Regions from separate parts of the Hordeum vulgare genome. Here region 2 is linked to region 1. The links are chromatin contacts, called in public Hi-C maps. All regions are on one chromosome and are shown on one strand. Each heading gives the region's core, a stretch centred on a gene start, on an enhancer-like site or on the middle of the called end of the contact. The rest is flanking DNA. Distances are from core to core; before and after follow the strand shown. Region 1 holds the start of LOC123397644. Region 2 holds the start of LOC123399577 (structural maintenance of chromosomes protein 6B-like).

Evidence for each region. A called contact is a pair of places that touch in the nucleus more often than the background predicts.
Region 2: a Hi-C map of seedling shows a contact between it and region 1, with 4 times the contacts expected there. The contact joins the promoter of LOC123399577 here to the promoter of LOC123397644 in region 1. A contact is called at or near these places in 1 of 6 Hi-C or Micro-C datasets (seedling) and 1 of 1 datasets of contacts at active chromatin or transcription factors (embryo).

The regions. Positions count from the first base shown.
Region 1 is chr5H:351,833,630-351,840,440 of MorexV3_pseudomolecules_assembly, reverse strand. It overlaps LOC123397644, which reads left to right and starts at 2,209. Exons shown (of 5, transcript XM_045092182.1): 1 at 2,209-2,684; 2 at 4,180-4,333; 3 at 5,201-5,421. The coding sequence starts at 2,493.
Region 2 is chr5H:352,183,302-352,189,782 of MorexV3_pseudomolecules_assembly, reverse strand. LOC123399577 (structural maintenance of chromosomes protein 6B-like) reads right to left here and starts at 3,034. Exons shown (of 28, transcript XM_045093980.1): 1 at 2,884-3,034; 2 at 2,699-2,804; 3 at 1,277-1,410; 4 at 182-237. The coding sequence starts at 2,989.

The DNA.
Region 1 (6,811 bases), core at 960-3,459:
AGAGTGTGTTATTCTACTTTTTTCCTTTACTCATGGACCCCACATGTAAGAAGAGAGAGAGAGCCTATTTTTTATATCTTTTTCTCGACTGGTCTCACGTGTAAGAGAGAAAGTGTTTTTTAATAGGGACAAAAATGTCCAAAACGACGCTCCACCGTGGTCAAACATTGTTGACCAGACAGAGCCGTGACAGAAGGGCATTTGGATGACCTCGGAGCAAAAACTAAGGGCAAAACTGAGCAAGCTCGAAAAGTAATGGCAAAAATCATGGGTAGGAACCAACTAGGGACAAAAATGCAACTGTGCCGATTTTAAAACATCTGCATAAAACTATACACTTCATAAATGTATTACTTCAGAGTCTTATAAATAGCATCACCACGGCAGAAGGCTGAAAATAACAACAAGCTCCTCATCACGCTCTTTAAAGGTTACGAGCACCAAATTGTTTACTTCAATAGAAGATGCCCCGAAGAAAACTACTGAAGCCTTCCTTCTTGAACACCATTCTACCGCCGAAGCCAATAAAGTAGGAACAAGGAATGCTCACATATGTATCATCAACTTGAGAATCCAAAGTAACTTCAAGAGTTAAAGTACCAGCCATAGGAATTGACAAAAAATCCTTCAAACTCCTCATAGCCATGCTCGGAATAACCTGACCAAAACATCAAGTTATATGTTGTTTAAATATTTAGAAGACTATACTATAGAGCAAATAACAAATAGATAAACAATAGCCAGAAACAAAAGCTCGCCATATGTTGACCATTCACATTTATGGAAGTAATTCTATGAACAAAAGGAGAACACAATATGTAGTTGTCATCAAAGAGTTGTCGCACATGAAATACATTTGTCGATAATTCATATTGACACCACGAGTGTAAAAACAACTATCAACAAGTTCCCTCTCAGATTCACTAAGATCCTCAAGCGCTACAAAAAAAAAATTCAAATGTCCAGAAGAACAGGAAAACGTATCACGTGAAACAAAATTTAAAATTCTTTAAAAACGAACCTTACAAACATAGTGGAAAGGGAACAACATATCACCATGATAAAAATCAACACCAACCATAGTTCAATAGTGCTCAAGCCTAATAGTCATAATGTCACGATGACGGAGACCATAATCATTCACCAGTCCATGTGATGAAGGACCGTGAAATTTACTGTTCACCGACCATGGATAAACAGAACACCATATAAGTCATCCTCACTACTGTGAAGAGCAAGATCCATATCTTTATCAGCCATCTGAATAGCTAAAGGCCTGCACTGCTCAATTTACCGAACAAGATGTGATCTAACACTACACGTAATATACTACAAAAACAATGAAAGCAACCATGAGAATCATACAAACAAAACATTAGAATACTTTCCATCCAAAACAACATCAACCATATGCAACAACCAGATAAAGAAGACATAGAATCTTATAACACGCCTCGAACAACGCCGATCCAGCACCACCGTGAACATAGAGGCACAAGAATCAAACGAGGGACAAGGGTCACCTGACACTCGACAAAAGGAGCAAATTACCTACAAAGAAACCATGACCACTAAGAACTGATTACACAACCAAGTTGAAAGTTGCCATCTGATCGTGTTTGAAGCCCCCACCCGTAATTACCCCATAAATCTCCGTTATCCAGAAATATAATGGGAAAAAGAAAACAGGAAACAAGGAACCAAAGGAGAAACACAGTTACCGCCCGAGAGGTCACACCGAGACACGACGATGCAATTACCGGGGGGCGACGACGGCGGGGAGACGACATCGCGGCGACGACAACGGGCAAACCACGGCGCGACGATGGAAAAGGGAAACAAAGTAAACCTCAAACAGATCTGAAGAAACAGATCAAAACAATCCCACAAAACCTAAATTGTTTAAGAACTAAAGTGTAAAAGGAAAAACCAAAAAACACAAATAAAAAACCGGAAATAACAGACTGCTTCTCCGCGCGACAAACGTGAGAAGTGGAGCGCGTTTGAAAAGTCTCAAGCACAACCACACCACGACATTTGTCACGTGTGGATCTTATCCTAATAAACCATGCGAGAAGTACTTTCTAATTAGTGATTTCGTGTTCTTCGTTAGCGTCGGTTGATCCGTGGAACCCTAGCTTTGCGTCGGTTCCTCCCTATGTTTTTTTGAAGGGTGGTTCCTCCCTTTGTTGAGGCCACCAGAAGCAAGCAAAGCACAAGCACGGACGGGCCATCGGCCTGCCCGCCCAAACGTCTCCCTTCCTTGCCCGAGTCGTCCCAGCCTTTTCCTCCGGCCTCCCCACACTACCCTCGAGCGCCGCTCCCCTCGGCACCCGTACAAATCCACGCCGCCCTCCCACGAAACCCTAACCAGAACGCCCTCCACCTCACGAGGGAGGCAGTGGCGGCGTGGGCAACCGCGGCAAGAGGAGTAAGGAGACGAGAAGGAGCAGCAGCTGGAGAGGGCTGCGGCCTGCGCGGCATTTGCGGCGATGTCCGCGTCTATGTGTCGGAAGCGGGCGTCCTCCTTCTCCGAGGAACACACCCACGCTGAGGCGTCGTCCTCACCGCCCTCCAAGCGCGCACGCTTCCGCGCAGACGGCGGCAGCCCCAGGCCGCGCGGCGTCGTCGACTCCGACCTGGTGGCCGTGATCCGTGCGCGGTTCCCTTCCGTGAGGCTTGAGGTAATGCCACCCTGCTCGAATCCATTCACAAGCGGATATGGTTATGCTTCCTTGCTCCAATTGACTGTAGGAAATGTTTCGTGTGATGTAAATCTGTTCTTTCACTTGAAATAAGTAGTAGCTCCCGCTGATGTGGCTGTGCAAGGAGCAAGAGTACCCACGCGCTGATGTAGCCGTCGCACTCAGGTTGTTACCGCTGAGCCAGTGTCTGCATGCTTTCCAGCCCTCTGGGAGTGGGTGCTAAGTTCCCATTGATAAGGTTAGATGGAGTTGCAGGAACAAGATAGTTTGTTTTAGCTTGTGCTTTTAGTAATTGTGTGCCCTTTTTAATTGTTGAATTTGTTGTTTGTGATCATTTTATGCTGATTTGGAGATAGGATATGTGTGCCTATATATTGCCTGCATTATGCATTCATTCTGGGAGATTTTAGTAAGAAATATATTTGTTGTCCGTCCCTTCCCCGGACCCTGCACAAGCGGGAGCTACGTGCACCGGGCTGCCCTTTTTAAATATATTTGCTGTGACTATAAATATGCAACAGCTGGCAGTTCTAACAAATAATAACGTGGCACCGACAACCTTGTCTGGATTGGATGAACATGGTAACCGGTACCATCACAAATCCCTGTTGGTTAGATGGTCTTCTTTCCGCCCGTTTTGTACTATGAGTGGTCATGCCAGTTACAGTTACTGTGTTTCTTGGCTTAGATAGGATGCCGCTGTTTGATTTTGCATTCATGCCATGTGTTGTCTTGCTAGCTTACATGGAATGCTATCCTCTGATTCTTCAACTCTCCGAAATTGTTAAAAAGTGGTAACGTCATCCTGCCATAGCTAGATATTTTTACCCTTCTATTGAATTGTCCAGTGTTGAAGAAAGCGTTTTTAAGCCACACTTAAGCGCTGAGCAATGTCAAAACACTTTGCTTTGGCACTAAACGATGGATTAAGCATATTTAAAAAAACTGGCCAGAATTTGGCTATTTTCGAACTACTGCTTGGCTGCTTGCGCAATAATGGCAATATGCCATTTATCTTATTGTCTGTTCGGGAACTATTTCCTTCAGATTCTGTCCACAGTATCTCTATTAAGCTATGTCTATTTGAACTGAACTGCATTTTAGTTGTTATTTTGCTTGCTGTGTGAACCTGATGTGTATTTGCTACGGTGTAATGCTATTTCAGTTACCTATGTGGTATGTGTTATGTTTCCTATTTTCCTGTGCATATTATTAAAAAACAGTAAAATTCAGACCAATTTTAAAAAATGCTTAAGCGTGCTCTCAGCTATGCCCTTCCCCTTCACTTACGCTTTCCGCTTTTTTGAACATTCGAATTGTCACATTTGCTTATTGACAAGTTACATGGAGTTTGCTAAATTGGTATAAGTATGTCACTTTTGAGAGCTTATTGTGCCACTTTTGAGAGCTTATTGGATTTGGCAACTAAACCTACTCACTATTTGAAGCCTTACAGAAGCTTTTCTCATTTCAGTTCATTGAAAAGGCTCTGGAAGAATGTGAAAATGATTTGGATTCAGCAATGAAGTATTTACTTCCTCTACACTTAGAACCCACAGGATATAATGTGGATCCTGTGCATCAATCTCCCAATGAAATGTCTACTGAGGTTCAAGTGCCCAATGAAGGTAGTCTTTCATTGTAGTCTGATCCTTTATGTGATGTTGACACCATTTAATCTAGAAGAAAACCAAGTAATGCAAAAAGCTTTGCGTCTCGATGCATTGATAGAGGAAAAACAATTCTCTATAACTTACTCACGTCACCCCCTAAGCACTAAGCTCCGCCTGTAGCGATGCCTGGACACTGTAATCTTTGTTGTTTTGAATTAGATTTGCTTCCTCTTGGCATTGATAGATTGTACCACACTTGCGGTTAAGCATTTTACTCTGTCAGTTATCATTGTCAGTTACTATGTTAGTATACACTCTCCTAGGTTGTCTCAGCACTGTTTTTCCAGCAGGAGACCTCCACATATCTGTGAAATTGGTTGAAATAAATGTTCTATGTAATGCAATGCTATTACATTTTAGCACTTTGGCGAAGTACTTCTCCCTTGTGCAAGAAGGTCCTGAGTTTATGCTTCCTCTCTGCATTTGCACTATGCAGGGTAGGTATTGCCTTGTATAATCCTTCCCAGACCCCACCTGGCGTGGGAGCTCTAACACTGGGTCTGTCCTTTTAATGCTATTACATTCTACCTTTGTACTTCTGTTCATATTTACGTGACTTTAAGCCTTCTGTTACTTTAAGGAATTTACTAAAATAACCACATAACTGTATACTCCTTTTCAGCAATATGTCTTGTGCTAAGTAAAATACGCCCTGTTTAATGCAAGTAGCATGCTTTAGATAACAGATGCTTTACATAATGATTTATTCGGCCATGGGAATTGCGCATCCATGTTTTATGTTTTGATAAGATTAATTTGTGGATATCTCTTTCATAAAAGCGATGATCTTAAGAATGACAGCTATCTTGCTTTATGCTATAGGTATTGCAGAATGTAATGAAGTTCCTGCACCCGTAGGAAGTGTTCTTGGTGCAGAGAACCTTCAATCAGGTATCACCCAATGGGTTGAGATTCTTATGAATGAGATGGCAAGTGCCTCTAATTCAGATGATGCAAAGGCTCGTGCGTCAATAGTACTGGAGGCTTATGAAAAGTCCACGTCCTCTTGTATCCGTACAGAAGCAATGCAGAAATATCAGAAGGTAGTTGAATACCCCTTCCAAAGCACTTCAGAACTTGCCTGCTTGTTACCTGTCTAATTTTTGATACTTGTTATTGGTTTTGTGCTTTTATCCTTGTCCTTTGATTTTGGCTTCTCGAGCAATATAGGTTTGTGCTTTGTAGCTTGATTCCAGTGACTGGTGGGAAACTCTATAAGTGGCTTGAGGGCCAAGTATTGGTAACCGATGGTTTGCATAGGTCCACGCCTGGTAGAGATCTTATCAGTAATGAAGGCTTCCAAAAATGTGTCACATATCAATAATGGCTTTCCAAAAATGTACTTTGCATAAAACTTCCGCTTTCTGAAATGTACTATTCCATGGGGGACTTGCTCCCTTATTTCCACATTTTGTTTTGTTTAAATTACCTTCTCCGTGTTTTTCATTATTGTAATTTACTCCCTTTGTAAAGAAATGTAAGAGCGCTTAGATCACTAAAGTATTTACTAGTGATTGCTAGAAATCAAACCTTAGCATTTTCATACGATGGTCTATTTGTATCACCAAAGAACTAGCCATGGATAGGGGTGCGTGGAAGTTAGCTATCTATGTGCCAGAACCATGACTTAGTTACGAGATCTTACGGGTTTCAACTCTAGCCTACCCCAACTTGTTTGGGACTGAAAGGCTTTGTTGTTGTTGTTGTTGTTGGTGGTGGTGGTTTTGTTCACTTCTATAGGGTAATACTTCCTCCTTTTGGGTTTACAAGGCCTGTATGTATTTTAAGATTATTTTCACCACCAGTTAGACCATAAAAATTATAATATTGAAACTTCTTTCGAAGACTGAATACAAATTTAATGGTATACTTACGACATATAATTACGAGTTTTTTGTTAGTCAAATTTATGGTCTAAGCTGACCTCAAAATACGTGCAGACCTTCTAAACCCTAAAGGAGGTAGTTCCTGTTGTGTTTACTCGTAGTTTATTTGATCATGTACGTAATTTAGTTAAAATATTGAGTGGTAAACATGATAGAAGAAATTCAGGTGCGCAGGGAAATCTTTGATTCCTTACCTTTTTGGGAGATTAAAAGCGAAGCTATGGCACGTTGTACAGCTATACTAGCTACAACCGGTCGACCGCTATAGCTCGCTATCAGCTATAGCTATTACCTTGTAAGTGCGCATGAGCCAAAAATAGCATGTAATTATTTGTACACGCAAATTTAATCCAAAACGACCACATGTTAACTAAATAAAAAGATAGAAATCCAAACAATGTAGCATCCAATCTATCTTGGGAGGTTGTTTTATCTTGGAGCATAGGCCGGTTGGCGACTGCTTCAAGACGACTCTCACCGATACTCATGATATTGCAACCAGAACAAAATAGATCATTGATCCAATTAGTTAAATGATGGATCCTCT
Region 2 (6,481 bases), core at 1,785-4,284, 350 kb before region 1:
CAGTTATTTATCTATATGAACACACGCAAGGGTGCAGCGAGGACAAGTAGATGAAGGGTCCATCAGTTTCTACACCTTTTTCCCGTAACTGACCCAATACAGAAAGAGAACAGTAAACAAACAATTGGATGAGTGAAACCACTACATAAAATTAGTATTCATCAGCAAACAAGCAACTTACATTAAAATGTTCAATTATCTCATTAAGATCATCTTTGCGATTTGCCACCTTCCTACCTGTTCCAGCACATATGATCACAATATGCACAGTATAGTATAGCATGGTAAAATATTGTGCAGTTAGTAAATACAAATACAAGAATGGCTACTGTAGTTAATTAATTAATATACGCTCCGATCCATATTAACTGCCGCAGCTTTAGTACAACTTTATACTAAAGCTCCAACAAGTAAAATGGTCGGAGGGATTGGTAAATTTACAGCAATCATCCATTTGATCAATTTAACCAGTTCAGAATTTACTGTCACTTTCAATTTAAGCGAGGACTCTCATCTAACAGCAATCAGATGTGCATGATGCGATTTGGACCATGCAGAAGTCTTTTGTGGTAGCACCATCTGTAGGTGAGCTCAACTGAGATTAAGTTTTTTTCCCTGGAAAGAATGAATTAAGCGCTACCAGTGTTTATTTTCATGCCTAACTACTCCCTCTGTTCCTAAATATAAGATGTTTTGGCAGTTCAATTTAAACTGCCAAAACGTCTTATACATTTATAAACAGAGGTAGTAGCATTTAACAATGTATGCAACATGTAAATACCTAGTACACATAAAGATTATCTGAGCCTAATTACAAGTAAAAAGGCAGACTTTCTGCAGCCATGCAAACATGTACAGTAAGTAGTCAAGCACAAGCAACACGTGTGTCGTTTGCCAACATGGAAAGTTGAGACAACTAAGGATAGGAAAGATGTGATAATTTAATTAAAACTTGAGATAACCACTAAACAGAATAAAGATATGCAGTCAACACACAAGAATGGATAATGAATGGAGAAATGCAACAATCACAAGTTCAGAATGTGTCATCTTTGAATAGAAAAATACTACTAAAAACTGAGAACTCTGGTAAGGTCACAGAAAAAATAGGATTGCCATTAAAATAATACAGAGTAGAGGTTAGCAAAGTGAGAACTGAAACCTAAAGTACTAAATTTGACAGCTAAAACAGAATCTAAACAACTTTACACATGAAATGTTTATAATAGACGGGCACAACCAACAACTGGGAGGAAGATGGATCAAGTATGAGTACCATGTTGATCCTTCAAAATCGTAGAACTCGATGACTCAGTAATCCTGCGTTCCAATTTAATTAAGTTTCCATATACATCAGGCTTGAACGAGTCTTCCCCTTGGTTGTTGATGTCGACAGCAATCGCTGCATAACTGCGATTTAAATTTAACAAAATAAACTATACTAAATCGAACACGAAAGAGAGATAGAACAGTCAGAGGATAAATGCTATCATGATCGATGCAGTCATCAATTCCACAATCATACGTAAGACCATAGCTACTAAAGCAGGGCCGGTCATTCACCCAGCCAACCTTCTGATTTAATGTTCAGTCGCTCAACTGGTGGTTGACCATTTGGAATGATTAACATTATTTTATTAGGCCAAGGGCAGTCCTTTGGTGAACCAGCAGGTTCAGACGCTATTTCACCAATTTGCAAAGATCTAACCCCAGAGACTGTATGCTTTTAATAGGCAGCCTCTGTTGAATTTTTACAGAAGAATCTTCAAGCTAAACTAAGTTACTATGCTATATGTTTATTATAGAACAAAATACATGCATACAGATTGTTGTTAGAAAAACACTATATGACCCATGAAAAAAGAATGATGGATGTCTGGATTACCCGAACATGTATGGAATTTTTCAACCGAAATGATGTCTTTCTGAGTAAAACTATAGGCATATAGGAGTATTCATACGATAACATGTATGATTTTTTATGGATCTTTTCAAACAAGTGCTTGTATGGGACCTACCAACCTAATATTATTGTGCTATATCTGGCAACAGTTAAAACTTCCGTGTGACCTGCTGCAAAGTGAAAGAAGTGGCAACCTGCCTGGTGCAAAGTGCAAACTCTTTTAATATTAATATCAACAGTGTGATGTGCGACAAAAATACATCAATTAATGCAATAAAACCAGACCGGTGTTTTAAGTTTTTTGACAAACCATGTGATCTCTCTTCTTTGCTCTGAACCATACAGCTGCAACATTGCCTAAAAATGACTATGGCATATTTTCAGGTTATACAGCTTTGAAGAATATTAGTGACAATTTAAGTGCAACGCATGCTGTTCAAATGTTCAATAAATATTTTCATATAATAAAAATTGACCCAAGTGCTAGCAGCATAACACTACTTTTGCTTTAATCCGGTCCCAACACCTCACCAACTTGTTAGGACCGACAGGGATCATGCCCAACCAAAGAGATTGTCTAACCCTCAATGTTCCTAAATGGTGTGCAAAAACCGTATCCGGAAACCCATCTACAGAAATGCAGCAATCATCATACCAATCTGCACCATACAGCAGCTATTCCCAACCAACAACTATCTCGCGACAAAATCTATTTTTTCCGTAGTGACTCAGCTATTATTAGTGATTTAGAAGACAAAACAAAAGATACTGGAGGGTGCAGAATGCGGACGCAACCTGCAGCCAGTCTTGATGAAATCTTTAATGCTGGCGGCCCGCTGCGTGTTCTTGGCGCGGCAGCCGAAGGCGATGCACAGAGCCGTCAAGATCGCGCTCTTTCCGCCTGCGCCAGCACGACCAAGAAAAGGCGCGTCGGTGAGGGAGAGAAAAGGGGGGGAACTAGGGTTTGGGTGGAAGCGTACTGCCGTTCTGCCCGGTGATGAAATTGACGTGCTCGCCGAGATCGATGTGCAGGCTGGAGTGGCACATGAAGTTCTCCAGCCGGATGCGGGAGATAGTCCCCGCCATCGCCGCTCCCTTCCACCTCGCCGGCGATTCGGAAGCTGGGGCGCGGGGGGGGGGGGGGGGGGGGGGGGGCCTTCTAGTGGGGGGGGGTTTCTTTTTTTTGGGGGGGGGGACTTCTGGTGTGGTGGGCGGTTCGCTGGCGGGAGAAAGCCCGCTAAAACTGAGGACTGGCGGGAGGGGGCGAGGGGAGCGGGAGGTCCTATTGGACGGGGGTTGATCTGCCCCGGCGCGCCGGCCCAGATTTTCGGTGGGCCGGCGCGGGCTGCAGGATCCATCAATCCCGCTCGTCCGCATCGTTGGATTCGCATGCAATATTTTTCTTCCTATGCAGCAAAATTTCGATGCCATGCAGTAATTTTTTCAACGGTTGCAACAAAAAATAAAATTTGTAGCAAAAAAAATATCTACGTGATCGTAGCAAAAAAATGAAGCTGATGGTATGTGGTAGCAAAAGTCAAACGCCGGTTGTAACAAAAATTTACGTGACGTGTATGCAACTTTTTAGTAAACGGTTGCAGCAAAACATGATGCCGCTTATAGCAAAAATTAACACGGTTGTAGCAAAAAATCCGACGAACTAGAGTTGCAACCAAACGTATATGCAGCTTTTTTACTGAGACAAAATATAGTAAAAAAACGCTTGCAGCAAAAATGACGCAGGTTGCAACATATTTAGACGAAAAATGTTGCATTCATTAACCGGAGAAGCGCGCGGATGAAAAAATGTTGCAAGGGCCCGCGCGCGTCAGGGAACGACCGGCGCGTCTGTTCGGCCGGCGCGCGGGTGGGAAACGATTCCCTATTAAATGCTCTTTGCGTCAGCAGCGCGCGGACGTATAGAGAAATCGCGACTGAGCCGGCCCACTAACAGAAAATAAAGGATAAAATCCAAAACATTTAGATACAAATTTACCCCATGATACATGAAGTTAGCAAAATCCAAATTCAAAAAAAATTATATTTTTTCATATTTCGGAATATTTTTGCGTAAAATCCGAAACATTTCTATAAAAAAAATTGGAACATTTTTTCAAATTCCCGAACGTTTTTCTAATTCCGTAACATTTTTTCAAAATTTCAGAAGATTTTTTTCAAACTAAGGAACATTTTTAAAATTCCAGAACATTTTTTTCAGATCCCAGAACATTTTTTCAAATTCTGGAACATACTTTTGAAAATACGAAACATTCTTCAAATTGCGGAACTTTTTTTTCAATTCCGAAACATTATTTTTTCAAATTCCAGATATTTTTTCAAATCCCGGAACATTTTTCTAAAATCCAAAAAAAATGAAAACCAAGAACACTTTTTGAAAGTCAAAACTTTTTACAAAATCTAGAACATTTTTTAAAATCCAGAACAATTTTTTAAAAAGCGAGAACATTTTTAGAATTTGAATAACATTTTTTAAAATAGAAAGGTAAAAAAGAAAAAAACTGGTTCAGGGATCCTTCTAGAAGTTTTCCAAAACCAAGAAAAATCAGTTGGAACCTCTAGAAGGTTTCCAAAACCGGAACGCTCGAGCAGTTATATGGTTTGGCCCGTTGCGTCACTGCTCGACCGCTTGCATGTGCGAAGCGGCGACTGCTTGACGCAACAAGCGACAAATAGAATATTCCGAGGGGAGCGCCTACGCTTCACGGGGAAGAGCGCGATCTCTACACGGGTTGCGATCCATTAGCTTTGACCGCTAGTTGTACCCTTGCAAAATCACTCTCACCTTCCCATGTTACGACAAATGACGCACATATGTGTCATTTGTTGTAACCTGGATTATTTTATTTTTCATAGATCCATTATTTTCAAAATGTTTTATTTTTAAAAATATGTGTTTAAATCTCGAACCATTTTTGTCGTTGAATTATTTATATCGAGATCTTCAAAACTAGATTTCATATTGATAGGTTTTGATGAAAAAAAATCATGAAAAAATTGTGTCTCTCGTGAAAGAAAGAAATGAGTTATCCGTACCTCTCCCGGAAGCAAAAAAAACGTGTTTCTCGTGAAAGAGAAAAAAGAAAAACATTGTTTTTCGTTTTCGGGAGGCGCGGACGAGTCTCGCGCAAAAACAAATTCGTGTCTCGCGTGGAAGCACAACAGTGCCTCTCGCAAAAGAAAAAATAGTAAACACATTTTTTTTATGAGGGGCACATCTGTGTCTCTCAGTTCACGACTCCGACGAAAGAAAAACGTGTTTTTCAAAGAAAAATCGTGTTTTTTTGTTTATGAGGGGGGAAGCTAGGGTTTGGGTGGAAGCGTACTGTCATTCTGCCCGGTGATGAAATTGACGTGCTCGCCGAGCTCGACGTGGAGGCTGGAGTGGCACATGAAGTTCTCCAGCCCGATGCGGGAGTTAGTCCACGCCATCGCCGCTCCCTTCCACCTCGTCGGTGATTCGAAAGCTGAGACGACGAAGATTTAGGGATTTTTCGGGGGGGCGGGCTTCTAGGGTTTTCCTTCTTTTTTTCGAGGGGGGGACTTCTGGTGTAGTGGGTGGTTCGCTCGGCAGGAGAAAGCCCGCTAAAACTGAGGACTGGGCGGGAGCGGTCGAGGGGAGCGCCTACGCTTCAGGCGGAAAGAGCGCGATCTCTACACGGGCCGCGCCCCATTAGCTTTGACCGCTAGCTGTACCCTTGCACAATCACTCTCGCCTTCTTATGTTACGACAAATGACGCACATGTGTGTTATTTGTCGTAACCTAGAAATTTCCGGGAGGCACATACGTGTATCTGACGACAAAACAAATATGTGCCTCTCATGAAAGCACAACAGTACCTCTCGCAAAAGGAAAAAACAGTAAACATTTTTTTTGTTAATGAGGGGCACATCTATGTCTCTTGCAAAAGCAATTACGCGCCTCCGACAAAAGAAAAACGTGTTTTTAAAGAAAAATCGTGTTTTTCGTTCAAAAGATGATTATTATTTTTGTCCAAAACCTAAGAAAGAGTAGTGAAAAATCGAAACACCGGAAAACATGAGAGAAATACCTTAAAAACGAAAACGTGTGCGAACAAAATAAAACGAAGGAAACACTCAAAACACACCACGTAGCAACGACTGAGAACGCGTTAAGTGATGACGCGTGGGAGTGATCGTTGAAAGACTCTCCAAGGAGCGCTTGGCAGCTAGTTGCTCTCTGAAGGAGCGCTCGCCTATTAGTTACCACTTGGCACGTTCTTAGTCGTTGTCATATGTCGCGTTTTGAGCGTTTTCTTTGGACTTTTTATTTTTATTTTTTGCACGCGTATTCGGCCTTTTAGGTAAAAAAATTGGGGTTTTCGGTGTTTCGGTTATCCATCAGTTTTTCTAAGCTTTTGGATAAAAAAACTTGTTTTCTTTTTTTTGCTAAAAAATACGAATTTTCTTTCGCGATAGGCATGGATTAGGAGAAATGGAAAAAATACTCTCTTTTTTGCTTCCTCGAGAGGCACGATTTTGCTTCCGCGGGAGGCACAATCGTGCCTCTTGGAAACGAAGAAAACTTGAGAGGCACG